3 separate regions of the Sus scrofa genome follow, and all the other regions are linked to region 1. Evidence: chromatin contacts called from public HiChIP or PLAC-seq data. All regions are on one chromosome and are shown on one strand. Each heading gives the region's core, a stretch centred on a gene start, on an enhancer-like site or on the middle of the called end of the contact. The rest is flanking DNA. Distances are from core to core; before and after follow the strand shown.

What was found. HiChIP or PLAC-seq counts read pairs in DNA pulled down with a chosen protein or histone mark.
Region 2: an H3K27ac HiChIP or PLAC-seq map of alveolar macrophages shows a contact between it and region 1. The contact joins two enhancer-like sites. A contact is called at or near these places in 1 of 47 Hi-C or Micro-C datasets (epiblast stem cells) and 2 of 2 datasets of contacts at active chromatin or transcription factors (alveolar macrophages and skeletal muscle).
Region 3: a contact with region 1 is called in an H3K27ac HiChIP or PLAC-seq map of alveolar macrophages. The contact joins two enhancer-like sites. A contact is called at or near these places in 1 of 47 Hi-C or Micro-C datasets (epiblast stem cells) and 2 of 2 datasets of contacts at active chromatin or transcription factors (alveolar macrophages and skeletal muscle).

Annotation. Positions count from the first base shown.
Region 1 is chr17:51,450,390-51,454,407 of Sscrofa11.1, forward strand. SLC9A8 (sodium/hydrogen exchanger 8) reads left to right here. Exons shown (of 17, transcript XR_002340027.1): 9 at 2,213-2,351; 10 at 3,790-3,895. Among named protein-coding and RNA genes, the nearest start is that of IL29, 32 kb to the right of the region's middle. Within about 2 kb of position 1,667, at least 15 of the 83 cell types and tissues checked have an H3K27ac peak or open chromatin away from gene starts, as enhancers often do. A contact at or near this core is called in alveolar macrophages and skeletal muscle, where this site is marked.
Region 2 is chr17:51,265,282-51,269,299 of Sscrofa11.1, forward strand. B4GALT5 (beta-1,4-galactosyltransferase 5) reads right to left here. Exons shown (of 9, transcript XR_002340099.1): 4 at 2,311-3,000; 5 at 1,849-1,965; 6 at 1,034-1,221; 7 at 1-50. Among named protein-coding and RNA genes, the nearest start is that of PTGIS, 67 kb to the left of the region's middle. Within about 2 kb of position 1,765, at least 24 of the 83 cell types and tissues checked have an H3K27ac peak or open chromatin away from gene starts, as enhancers often do. A contact at or near this core is called in alveolar macrophages, where this site is marked.
Region 3 is chr17:51,310,418-51,314,435 of Sscrofa11.1, forward strand. All of the region lies in intron 1 of B4GALT5 (beta-1,4-galactosyltransferase 5), which reads right to left. Among named protein-coding and RNA genes, the nearest start is that of B4GALT5, 22 kb to the right of the region's middle. Within about 2 kb of position 1,849, at least 23 of the 83 cell types and tissues checked have an H3K27ac peak or open chromatin away from gene starts, as enhancers often do. A contact at or near this core is called in alveolar macrophages and skeletal muscle, where this site is marked.

The DNA.
Region 1 (4,018 bases), core at 417-2,916:
TTTATCTTGGGTTCAGAAGCCATTGGCCTCAGCTCTGAGTCTGCTGTTAATAACCATTGGTGTGACCTCACCAGCTAGCCCCTCTCTGAGCTCAGCCCCCTTTGTATGAAAACAAAGCATAACACCAGCTAGCATCCCAACTGGAGTAATGAAATGGGGTGGGGGCTGCACCCCATTTGGGAACTAGTGAGATCTTAGCCTTCAAAAGCACTTTCCCAATAAGAATGGTTGTTAGCTTCCCGGTGTTCCCCGACGTGGGCTGTCAGCCTGTGATCTGCTGGGAAAGAAGGGCAAGAGGGGAGACTGGGCATTCAGGTGAGTTAGGAAAACATTTTTTTGCTTGTTTGCTTTTGGCTGCGCCCCCAGCAGGTGAAAGTTCCCAGGCCAGGGATCGAACCCACGCCATGACAGTCACAGCTGCTGCAGTGACAACACTGGATCCATAACTCATTGCACCACAAGAGAATTCTGAGTTTAGAAAACTTTTATGTGAAAAAAGTTAGTGTTCTTTTTTGCAGGACTTCTCAGAACCTTTCTTATGTTTTAATGTGCTATGAATCACCATGAAAGGCTGAGGGTATCTGACCAAGCCACCCTTTTATCAGAGATTATCCTGCTGGCCTAGGAATTTCCACGGGTGCGGCCATAAAATATAATAAAATAAAATAAAATAATACCAATTCATGAAACACTGATTAATGAAGCTGAATATTACTGTTGACAAGTCTTTGTTTTGTTTACCGATTCAGCAAAAATTTGTTGAGTATATTCTATGTGCTGGGCTGTGCCTTAGGCCCTGGACATGTGACAGTGACCAAGATGGACACAGGCTTGGTCCTTATTCATTAGTTCCACACAGCGTGGATGAGAAGCCAGGCACCAGGAGAGCCTCTCAGTGGGCTGGGCTATGTGAAGGCTGGTGTCCCTGAGAAAGTGTCACAGACCCTGTGTTCTGAGAACAGCCTGGAGTCGGCTGGAGCCTGGAAGAGTGAACTAGGACCTAGAGGGAGGCGCCAGTGGAGGTGGGGCCCAGCCTGAACGAGGAGGAGATGAGGGAGAGGTCAGGCGCAGAAGACGGGCTCTCCTCCTAAACGCAGCAGGAAACTGACCATGGGCTTTGAACAGGCCGATGACCTGATCACATATGCGTTTTCAAGGGATCATTCCGGCCACCGAGTGGAGAATGGGTTCTTCTTGGAAGACCAGGATGTACAGCGAGAGCGCCGAGAGGCAGAAGCCGGGGATGGAGGAAAGCAGGGGAGGGAGGGGACTGGAGAGAAGCTGGAATCACCAGGAGGAGGGGAGTCAGTGAGAGTAACTCCATTTTGACGGTGTAATGGCTCTACCTTTGGGGATAAAACCAGCAATTGCGTTTAAGGGCTGCCGACACGGTACTTTGCTCGGTTAGAGTGAAAGCCAAGTCCTCTGCTTTCGCTTCTTGCTCCGGATGCCTCTCGGCCTCACCACTGACACTGCTGCTTCTCTAAAGCAGGGACTCCGTTCCAGTCTGACTCGCTGCCTCAGCCTCTGCTTCGGCTTTTCCCTCTCAGGATCCCCACTCCCCCACCTGCACCCCGAACTGAAAACACTCCCTGTGACTCCCCAGGGCCTTCAGGCTGACGTGCCCGCTCCTCAGCTTGGGTCGCCAGAAGCCTTTCCCAGGGCCCGGCACTGCCTGCTGCTCTTGCTCCTGTCTCCCCGCCGCATCCGGTCCCTGCGTTTTGTCACGGTTCTCGGTGACGGTGCCGCAGGGATTCTCTGGCTCCTGCCTCTGGCTCCACACGTGCTGTTCCCTCTGCCTTGGGCGCATCCCTCATTTCTTCCCCTGGTTATCTCTTTATCCGAATTCTAAACCCAGCCCATGGGTCATGAAGCGCCTTCCTTGACCCCCACGGGTCAGAGTTAGATGCCCACTCTGTGTTTCCTGCAGCTCTTGGCTCTTTCCTGAGATGGTCCTGGCTCCCACCTTGTTTCCCTCCCGCATTAGACTGTAGAGCCCGCTCCCTGAGGGCAGAGTCTTGCTCTCATCTCCAAATCCCCAGAAACTAACACAGTGCCTGGAAAAAAAGGGGGGAACAAATAAATGTTTGACGAACGGATTGAGTGATGCAATGAATGACTGAGAGAAGAAGCCAGACATAAGTTTTGAGTTCTAAGTCAATTTCTAATAACTTTGTCTATACCATTTTAACGTCTCTGTTTTATTTCCTAGCACAGCTGAAGGTTTAACAAGAAAAAATATGTCAGATGTCAGTGGGTGGCAAACATTTTTGCAAGCCCTTGGCTACTTCCTCAAAATGTTCTTTGGCTCAGCAGCACTCGGCACTCTCACTGGCTTAATCTCTGCATTAATATCCTTTTAATATGATGAGCACGCGTGGCTGAGAAGATTATTCTTAATTACATCCATCTCTCATCATTTTCTCTAGTTCCTTAAGGGGGCCAATTTTAGTCTAAAGTCATATTTAAGGAGGATTTTTACGTTTAGTCTTGATTTGAAGAGCACTTTAAACTCAAGGATTTTAAATTTTAATATGTCAAATTTAGGATGTCACTTTTCAAAGCTTAAAAAACATGTACACTATTGAATATCAGATCTGATTTGGGGGGCTTCTCAGTTCCCAGAGAATAATAACTGCATTCAGATGAATTTCATTTTCCGCCGTCTCATTTTTCACATTAGGAAAATTGGACATTAATTTCCTTTGAAAATGTCAAATTGAGAAAATCTCTGCCCTACTGAAAGTATTTGTCTGGAAGGACGGAAAAGAGACTTTCGAAGTGAGCTCCCTCTAAGTTATCTGCTCTGATTTTGTGGCTTAACAACCTATAAGCTTTTCCAGCCAGAGAAGCCAAGAGCCTTGTTAAGGCTGCTGACACCTTTTTTGCTATAGCAAATTCATCATGTTTAAAACAGGAACAGGCACCAGACCATTTGTGTGTGAGCCTAAGCCTGCGTGTGTCTCAGGAGACAGGCCCCTGGTCCTCCTCCACGAGCAGTTTGTTCCCCAGATGGCCAGCAAAGCCTCTTCTGCCTGAGACAGGCATGTCTGTCTGCCATCCTGTTGAATTTTCCCTTCAACTCCTTTGTCCAGAATTCTAAAGTCTCTGTTGAGTCGGCTGACAGCTTCTCATGTTGTACCAATAAACAGAATGGAAAAGAAGAAAACTTTTTCCAGTTCAGCATTTCCCTCCGTATTTAAAGGGGGGGAGAAAAATCAACTCCTGTAATGAAGCAAGTGAGTGGGTGCTGTCAGAACAACATTTGAATATGTCCAAGACGCTCCTGCCCAGGAGCATGCGTTTATAAATGTCCAGGAATAGGAGAGAAGGACCTTCAGTGAGGCATTGGACCGCAGGGTTCCGGAAACCCCGTTAGTGATCACATCTGATGTCGCTGGAGGAGTGGAAGAGGGACGTGGCCCTGGAAGGGGCCTGGCAGAGTGGGCTCCTCAGTCCGTCTGCAGCCCCGGCTCTGCGCCCTGCAGCTCCCAGTCCTCCAAGTCAGCATTTCCAAGGGAATTGACTTGGAGTGGTTTTAATTTTCCCCAACCATTTGTCTCAGGAATTTCAGTCTCTTAGTGTTTTGTCAGATTCCCTTTCTTGAAAGAAGGGTCTCTCTGCAAAGAAAAACAATCTGTAATGACGAACTTGCACCTGTTACCTCGGGATGTTCCCACATCTCTGTATCCTGTCTATTTTTTGTATTTGGAAGGCAGTCGTTTTTTGACTTTTCTGGCTCACCCCCAGCTGACTTTTGAGTCCTTCTCCTTGACAGCTGTCCTTTACGTGCTGAAGCACATTGACTTGAGGAAAACGCCCTCGCTGGAGTTCGGCATGATGATCATTTTTGCTTATCTTCCGTATGGGCTCGCGGAAGGGATCTCGCTCTCGGGTAAGTCATGGAGAGCATTGACGTGCTGGAGTCGATGGTGTTTGGTCCTGCCTAGTGAAAGACGCTTTGTCACTTGGGTCACTTTCAATCATAAGAGATGGTCATAACTCAGAAGAGCTTAAG
Region 2 (4,018 bases), core at 515-3,014, 190 kb before region 1:
GTTCCACTGTTAAGCCGCTCACTCCGCCAAAGAACTCATTATAAGGAAGCCTAAAAAAGAGATGTATGGCATCAATCATTTGTGTCTTAAAGAGTGATTTCTTTTCCCTCCCAGAACAGGCCATTTCACTGAAGAACTAAGTCTTAAGTAAAACAAAACCCTCTGTGCTACAGTCCTGGGGCACTGGAAATTGTTTTCTGGGGCTGAGATGCATCAACCTGAGAAGCTAGCTAATTGAACGTTTTTCTAATTAATTTTACATAATAGCTGTATTGAGACAGAACTGACAAACCATATAATTCACCTTTTTAAAGTGTATGATCCAATGGTTCTTAGTATATTCATTAAGTTGTGCAACCATGGCCACAATTCATTTCATTTTTATTCATTTATGTTTTGGCCAGACCGACAGCATACATAAGGCCAAGGATCAAACCCAAGCCACAGCAGTGACAACGGTGAATCCTTAACTGGGCTACCAGGAAACTCTGATAATTAAGTTTAACTAATTTTATCACCCTCCCCCAAAGAAGCCTTGGGCCCCCCATTAGCAGTGACTCCTCATTTCCCCCATTCTTCTCAACCCTATGCAACCACTGTTCTCTTTTCTGTCTCTATTCATCTGCCTATTCTGGTCATTTCACATAAATGGAATCATATATCTGGCATTGTCACTGCAGCAGCTCGGGTCACTGCTGTGGCATGGGCATCTCAATCCCTGGCTGGAACTTCAGCATGTGGCAGGTGCGGCAAAAACAACAAACCAAAAAACGGAGCCATACAGTACTCAGTCTAGCTTCTTTCACGGAGCGTAATGTTTTCTAGGGTCATCCATGTCCTCCCATATATCAGTGCGGCCTTCCCTTTTACTGCCAAATAGCATTCCCTTGTGCGCATGGATGTACCACATTTCATCTATCCTTTCTGCAGCTGACGGACATTCGGGTCGGAGCTAACTGGATTTTGCCATCTTTGCATCTCTCAACCACTGTTTTAGATTTAACCTCTTTAATTAGGAGGAAATGATACTCACAGATACATATACTTATCCAGTTTAGTTGCAAAGTGCCTTGGCATCTGTCCACATCCATAATAGTTACGATCGTTTTCTGGTATATGATCCACATCGTGAAAAACAAGACAGTCCCAGTCCAAGTCCTTCATTGCTTCTTGAAAACCCACATTAAAAAGCATGGCTCGATTAAAGGGTTGGGTGCCAACCTAAAAGAAGAACTTTATTTTTAAAAGGACTCTTGAAGCGCGATCTTGGCTGCCTCAGCCCCGCCTGAAGGAGAGCTTATTGAGAGACCTCTGCCAGAAGGGAGGTGGGTCCAGCCGCTCTCATCACTGACTTACAGTCACTTGACCTCTGGCCTCAACTTCCTCAGAAATAAAAAGGAGTGATAAGGATAAACTCAAGCTCCTCTCTCTCAAGGCTGTGTAAAGGCAGCCAGCCAGCCACATAACAGCATTCAGGAGAGTACCCAGCCCCAGAGGGAAGGAAGAACAACACTGCCATTTTTACCTGTGGCTCCTTATCTTAACTTGAGGGGAATTTCCTGGGTCTGGAGCCTAAAGACACCACCCAAAGCAGCTCCAGTAAAACCAGCACACAAGTGGCCTTTGTTCAAGGGTAAACAAAGTTCCATCCTGCACTCAGATCTGCTGGTATTGAGCAACATCTCAAACCAGGAGCACAGAACTGCTCTCTGGCGCCCTTCCTACCGCTGGGTGACTCAATCATTAGATTTCAGTTTTACTGGCTCTTTACACCGAGGACGGACTGGCTTGAAGCACTCTAAACTGCTGTCTCAGAAGAGAAAGAAGAGAGAAGGAAGGACCACTCACTTGCTCCACCACATAAAATGCAAACTGCAGGCGCTGGCGCTGGAGCATGGGAATCAGGTGTCGGAGCAGGACCGGGAGGTGCTCGTGGCGGTTCCGGAAGGGGATAAGGATTGCCACCTGCCGTGGGTCACAGCAAAAGAGGACACCTGTTAGTCCCCTCAACGGAGTGCCGTGGGAGGAGGGCACTCCTGCAGAATTGGGGACCAGCCTTTTCCTTAACTTCTCTACATGAAGACTTGTGCTGGCAAGTCGACCCTTGGAAGTAAGTGAATCTCGCTTTTACAGGCACCATAACATGCACACGGTGGGGCTGTGAATGAATCCGAGACCAGAACCCACATTTACACTCACTGTGACCCAGCACACAAATACATACCATATCCACAGACAGACGTATATTTATACATAAATGCTGGTCATTAAATTGATTTTACATTCTGGTGATGGGCTGGAAACACCGACCTGTCCCAGACATGCTTTGATCATTGCTGCACCACAACTTCTCACAGGGCTGGCACAGACCAAGTACTTCAATAAAGACTCGCTGAAAAGAAGGGACTTCGGCTGGTGTCACAGGCTTGATCGAGCCACACTCCTGACGTCTCCTGACGACAGTCACACAGGGCGAAACTAAACAGTTCTCAGTGTCGGGCTGGACAACTCGGCTTTTTATTCCACTAAACTCACAGCAGGATTGCCAAATAAGGCATGAAGTACCGAATTTGTGGGGCAGCTTCTGCAATTGCCTCATAGGAGACCTACCACTGCCAACTCCCCCACTCAGCCAATATCTCTGTGAGGAAGATAAGGGTCCGGCTGGGTCACCAGAACAAAGACTTTCTGTGGCTACACAAGAGCCCTTAGGGAAACCCATTCCTCCAATATGTTCCCGACAGATGCAACAATTTTGCATTAAGTAGCAAGGACGGTGCAAATTACAAAATGTCAGTGTGAAACCCTTGGGGATTCCAAAGACACCAAGTCCCAGGTAGGCTTCCCAGTACCTGCGGTCTGACCTCACCCCTACCTTCCACCGAGGCACGCAATCCGATGGCTTCCAGTGACCTCCAAGCTTGATGGCTGGGTCTTTAGAGAAGAGTTCATGGATGGTATCCATTCCAATTTCACTCATGTTTATGTCTATTGGGCCCTCTGCACAGAAAGGGGGAGGAAAATGATAATTAAGAGGCCTGAAAACAGTAGATTCTTGTTCCTACGTTCGGGGTTTTAATCTCTGCAGCGGTTCAGTGCTTTTTCAGCAGGTTGTGTTTCCAAAAGGGCTGGGGATCCTTTCCTCTGCTTTCCACTCAGTGCACTTCAGCTCATCAAGACTACTGGGGAAAACGGCAAATCAAGACATTAAGACTTCAGAGTTCTGCTTTCTGCCCAGGGTGTAGAAAGAAATTAAGGCTAAGTACAACAGCAGTTGAACTTCTCAAGAAGGAAGGAGAAAAGGGGTCAAGCTTCCTCTGTGTGCATTCTCTGTGTGCTCCCAAGGTGGGTAGAGACACAACGCCCAACTGACTGATCAGTGACCCTGACTAGTCATGTCCAAACTCAGAACACTCATCATCTGAGTCAGGTCAAGAAGACAACTGTCCAAGAAGCCCCAGAGCACAGAAAAGGTATAATGATACCTTGCCATTGCTTTAGATTCCACATGAGATTCCAAGAAGGGAAGGAAGAGGGAAGGGGAAGGGAAGAGAAAGAAAAGATCCAAGAATTTTTAATTTTTTTTTTTTGGCCACACTCACGGCATGTGGAAGTTCCCGGGCCAGGGACTAAACCCGCACCACAGCAGTAATTAGAGCCACTGCAGTGGCAACACCAGATCCTTAACTCACTGCTCCACAAGAGAACTCCCAAGAATTTTTAAAACCAGCACATGGTTAAGAAAATTACTTTCTGGGAGTTCCTGTTGTGGCTCAGTGGTTAATGAACTAGACTAGGATCCATGAGGATGTGGGTTTGATCCCTGGCCTCCCTCAGTGGGTTAAGGATCTGGCATTGTGGTGGCTGTGGCTTAGGCTGGCAGCTGCAGCTCCAAGTCAACACCTAGCCTGGGAACTTCCATATGCTTTGGGTGAGGCCCTAAAAAGCAAAAAAAAAAAAAAAAAAAAAAAAAAAAAAAGAAAGAAAGAAAACTTCTTTCATGTCAAACAAGTTACTG
Region 3 (4,018 bases), core at 599-3,098, 140 kb before region 1:
CTTCCTACAGATGGGAAAATATGAGTCATTTTGATAAAAGTAAAGGTGCCACATGATCAGCCTTTAGACATTACTACTACATAAAATCAGGCCAAAGAACATTCTTCGGGCATATGGTTAAAGTCCAGATTTTCTTAAAGGACTGAAAATGTGACAGTCACTTTGTCTCTATATTGTTTTACTATTTTAAGTTAGTATATAAAACTGTACATATAAGGTGAATTCAATTGTGTTTTTGAAACAATTATACACGTACCCAAAAAAAGAGAGAGAGAGAGAGAAACAGCACCAAAATGTTAACAGTAAGTTATCTCTGGGTTGAGATTTTAGACTGTCTTTATTTTCTTTAAGCTTTGTGGTATTTTCCAAATTTGTTTATGTATTTATTTTCCTAGGGTTTTTTTTCTTTTTTCTTTTTTCTTTTTAGGGCTGCAGCATATGGAAATTCCCAGGTTAGGGGTTGAATGGGAGCTGTAGCCTCTGGCCTATACCGTAGCCACAACAAAGCGGGATCCGCACTGCATCCAAGACCTACATGCCAGCATGCAGCAACATCGGATCCTTAACCCACTGAGAGAGGTCAGGGATTGAACCCACCTCCTCATGGATACTAGTCAGGTTCTTAACCCACAGAGCCACAATGGGAGCTCCTTCTAGTTCTTTTTTTTTTTTCCTTCGCAGTCATACCTGCAGCATACAGAAGTTCCTGGGTCGAACGAAAGGCAGAGCTGCAAGCTTGTGCCACAACCACTGCAACAATGGATCCCAGCCACATCTGCAACCTACAACCCCTTGCAGCAATGCTGCATCCTTAACCTACTGAGTGAGGCCAGGGATCAAGCTCACATCCTCAGAGACACTATGTTGGATTCTTAACTCACTGAGCCTCAAGGGGAACTCCGATATTTTCCAAATTTAAACACTGAATACTTTTATAATCCAAAATAAACACATACCTAACAAAATAAAACAAAAACCCTAGCAGTAACTGACCTGTAATGATCCCCAACACACTCTGATTACAGAGCCACAATGCCCTTTGCACCTGTTTTATCTTTTCTGCTCACCTCAAAGATACATATAACCTGCTTCTCCCAGCAGCAAACCACCTTGACATCCTACTTACCTCATATTTGTAAGGATAACAGGCAGTAATACAACTGTTTCAAATCTAGGCCCCTACAATGATGCTTTTTCACTATTTTTGGTGTAGTTCCACCTGCCAAGTTTTTTTAAAACTTATTCACTACACTGTAGTCTGCGTCTGCATTATAGAAACAATAGGTATGTTGAGTGTGCTTTTTCTATTTATACACAAACCACTCAGCCTCATCCCAAACCAAAAAAAAAAAAAAAAAAAAAAAAAAAAAGAAAGAAAGAAAGAAAGAAAGAAAAAAAACCCTGGTCTCTTCCTATCATCATTGATCTATGCCAACTTGATGAGAATCCCTGAAGAGCTGGTAGACATTTCTAGTATAACACCTAGATGGGGCATCAGCTCCAGTCTTGGTGAGGAAATCCCATAACATCTCTCAGATTCCGTTTCCCCGTCTGTAAAATACAGAGGTTGTTCCAGTAACCTTGACGATCCCCTTGAGCTCTTTCATGCTGTGATCCTATACAATGTGAATCAGTAGCAGCTAATATTTACTGGGTATGCTCACCACTGCCGGGACCTTGCTGAGCACTTAACGGTGAGGTAGGGACTGTTATTATCCCATGAGGAAAGTGAAGTTAAGTAGGTACAGAATGGTTCAGGAACTTGCCTAAAGTCACAACACCAGCAAACATGAGCTCAGGAGGTGTGACTCCATAACTCATTGCAGGTTTATATCTCCCAGGGCAGGCAAACTCCCCTTGTCCTAAACAGAGCACAATGCGTACAGTATAACCTGTGTTTCTAAAGGCCTATAAGCCTGACGACTGATTAAATGACAAAGAGTTGGGGGGGGGTGAAAGGAAAGGGGTGGAGGGGAGAGAGGAAAGAAAGAATTCTACCCCTCTGATTTTTAGAAGTCTAGGAATTCTAAGTATAACCATCCTTATTACTATTCTCATGGTTATGTATCAGCAAGAAACAAGCTTAATTTCCTCACCACTTTCAAAAAGCCTGACGGACTTGGCTGTGTTTATGCTCAGATATGATTAGCTCAGCTCCACGATTAGCGAGCAGTGCAAATGAGGTTAGGCCAGTCTGACTCCAGGGCAGGCCTGCAGCTTTGCATAAAGAACAACTCTTTGCATAAGGAGTAGCCTGGGGGAAGTTCCCCAATTCCAGAGAGCTACCTCATAAAAACCTAACACCAGTCACAAAGGAGAGCGGATATACAGGGAGACAAAGGCGCAAACAATTATCTCTGCACCTGGAGAAAAGCAGAACCACGGGATAGAAACCCTCTTCCAACACAACAGTTAGCTACATCGTTACATTTGCAAAAAAAAAAAAAAAAAACCACAAAAGAAAACACAACAGCACTGAAATGGGCCGAGAAATAAGCAGAATTCCAACCTGCTCTTCCTTAAAAAAGCATCAGACAGCTTATATATACTTTTTAAGGCCTTAATTTTCACATTAGTTTCCAAAGAGGAGCTGGAAAAGTTTTGATCCTCATACTTCAAAGTGCCCTTTCTGTGGAAAGGGAGTCGTGCCCAGGTCGGGGAAGAGGGGGGGAGGGGTAATCTAGGCTTCACACCTACTTCTTTAGGCCTATTCCAGTAATGCAGTCATTTCAGGGTAAGGGTTTCCACACAGCTAATGACATCTGTTTTTCTTCCAAGTATAACTTTGAGATTACACTTCCTCTTCCTAAATCAAAAGGAATCAAAAACAGTGACTGTAAAACAATATAATCAGAGTTCCCTTCATGGCTCAGCAGTTAACAAACCTGACCAATATCCACCAGGACGCGGGCTCGATCCCTGACCAAGCTCAGTGAGTTAAGGATCCTGAATTGCTGTGGCTGTGCTGTAGGCCAGCAACTGTAGCTCTGATTCGACCCCTGGCCTGGGAAATTCCACATGCCATAGGTGTGGCCCTAAAAAGCCAAACTTATCTTAATCAAATTTATCCTAACACTGTAGAGGCGGCATAGGCTTATTCAAGAACTCAGGCTCTAGAAAGTAAGCAAGGTTGAACTTAGAGCAAGCTGTATGACCTTGAACACATCATTTCACCTCTCCAAGCCTTGGTTTCCTCATCTCTAAAACATCTATGTCTCACACAGCTAGGGTGTTAACTAATAGGATGATATATGCAAAACACTTCTAGAAAGGCTCAACAAGTGGAAGCAGCATCTGCTGCCACTGTCATGTTGGAAAACAGAGGAAGATGAACTCCTGAGCTAGAAGAAGGGGAGACACAAACTACGGATGCAAATAGTCACTTCTGAGGAATAGGGCTTCTCAAATACCATGGTCCCTAAGTCACGAAAGTCTGACGAAGGAAAGGAACTCATCGTAATTATGTGGGCTAAATGTCACTTTGTCACCCTCTGGTTAGCTAAAAATGTGGCATCTATAGGAAGAATTCAAGAGTATCCTGTGCAAGGGACACAGAAAATAGTCAAAAAAGAATTTCAGACAGGTGTGGTGACTCTATTTTCAGAATGCAAAACTAGGTGACATGGTCAGGGCAAATAATTCATTCCCCCAAAATGTGCATCCAGTCCTAAAGGAAGCCATGGGTCGGGGCGCGGTGGGGGAGGCTAGACAGACCTGCCAGGGGTAAAATGGGGGAGACACAGAGGCATGTCTCAGCACAGCAGGATAAGGGCGGCTGCCCTGCATGGAGTGCTAGAGACAGGACAGGTGAGGAAAGCATCCAGCAGGGAAGAGGGGATGTGAGGTGGGGCGCCAGAGTCAAAGCAGGGGTGAGGGGAACCCACACAGGGAGGAGGGAGGAGCCTGGTACAGGCTTGTGGGAACCCAGGTGGGATGAAGAAGGGAGACAGCCCAGCAAAGAGAGCTGAATGATGTCGGGGGTGAGAAACATGTCCAAACAGTACTGGACACAGAGCAG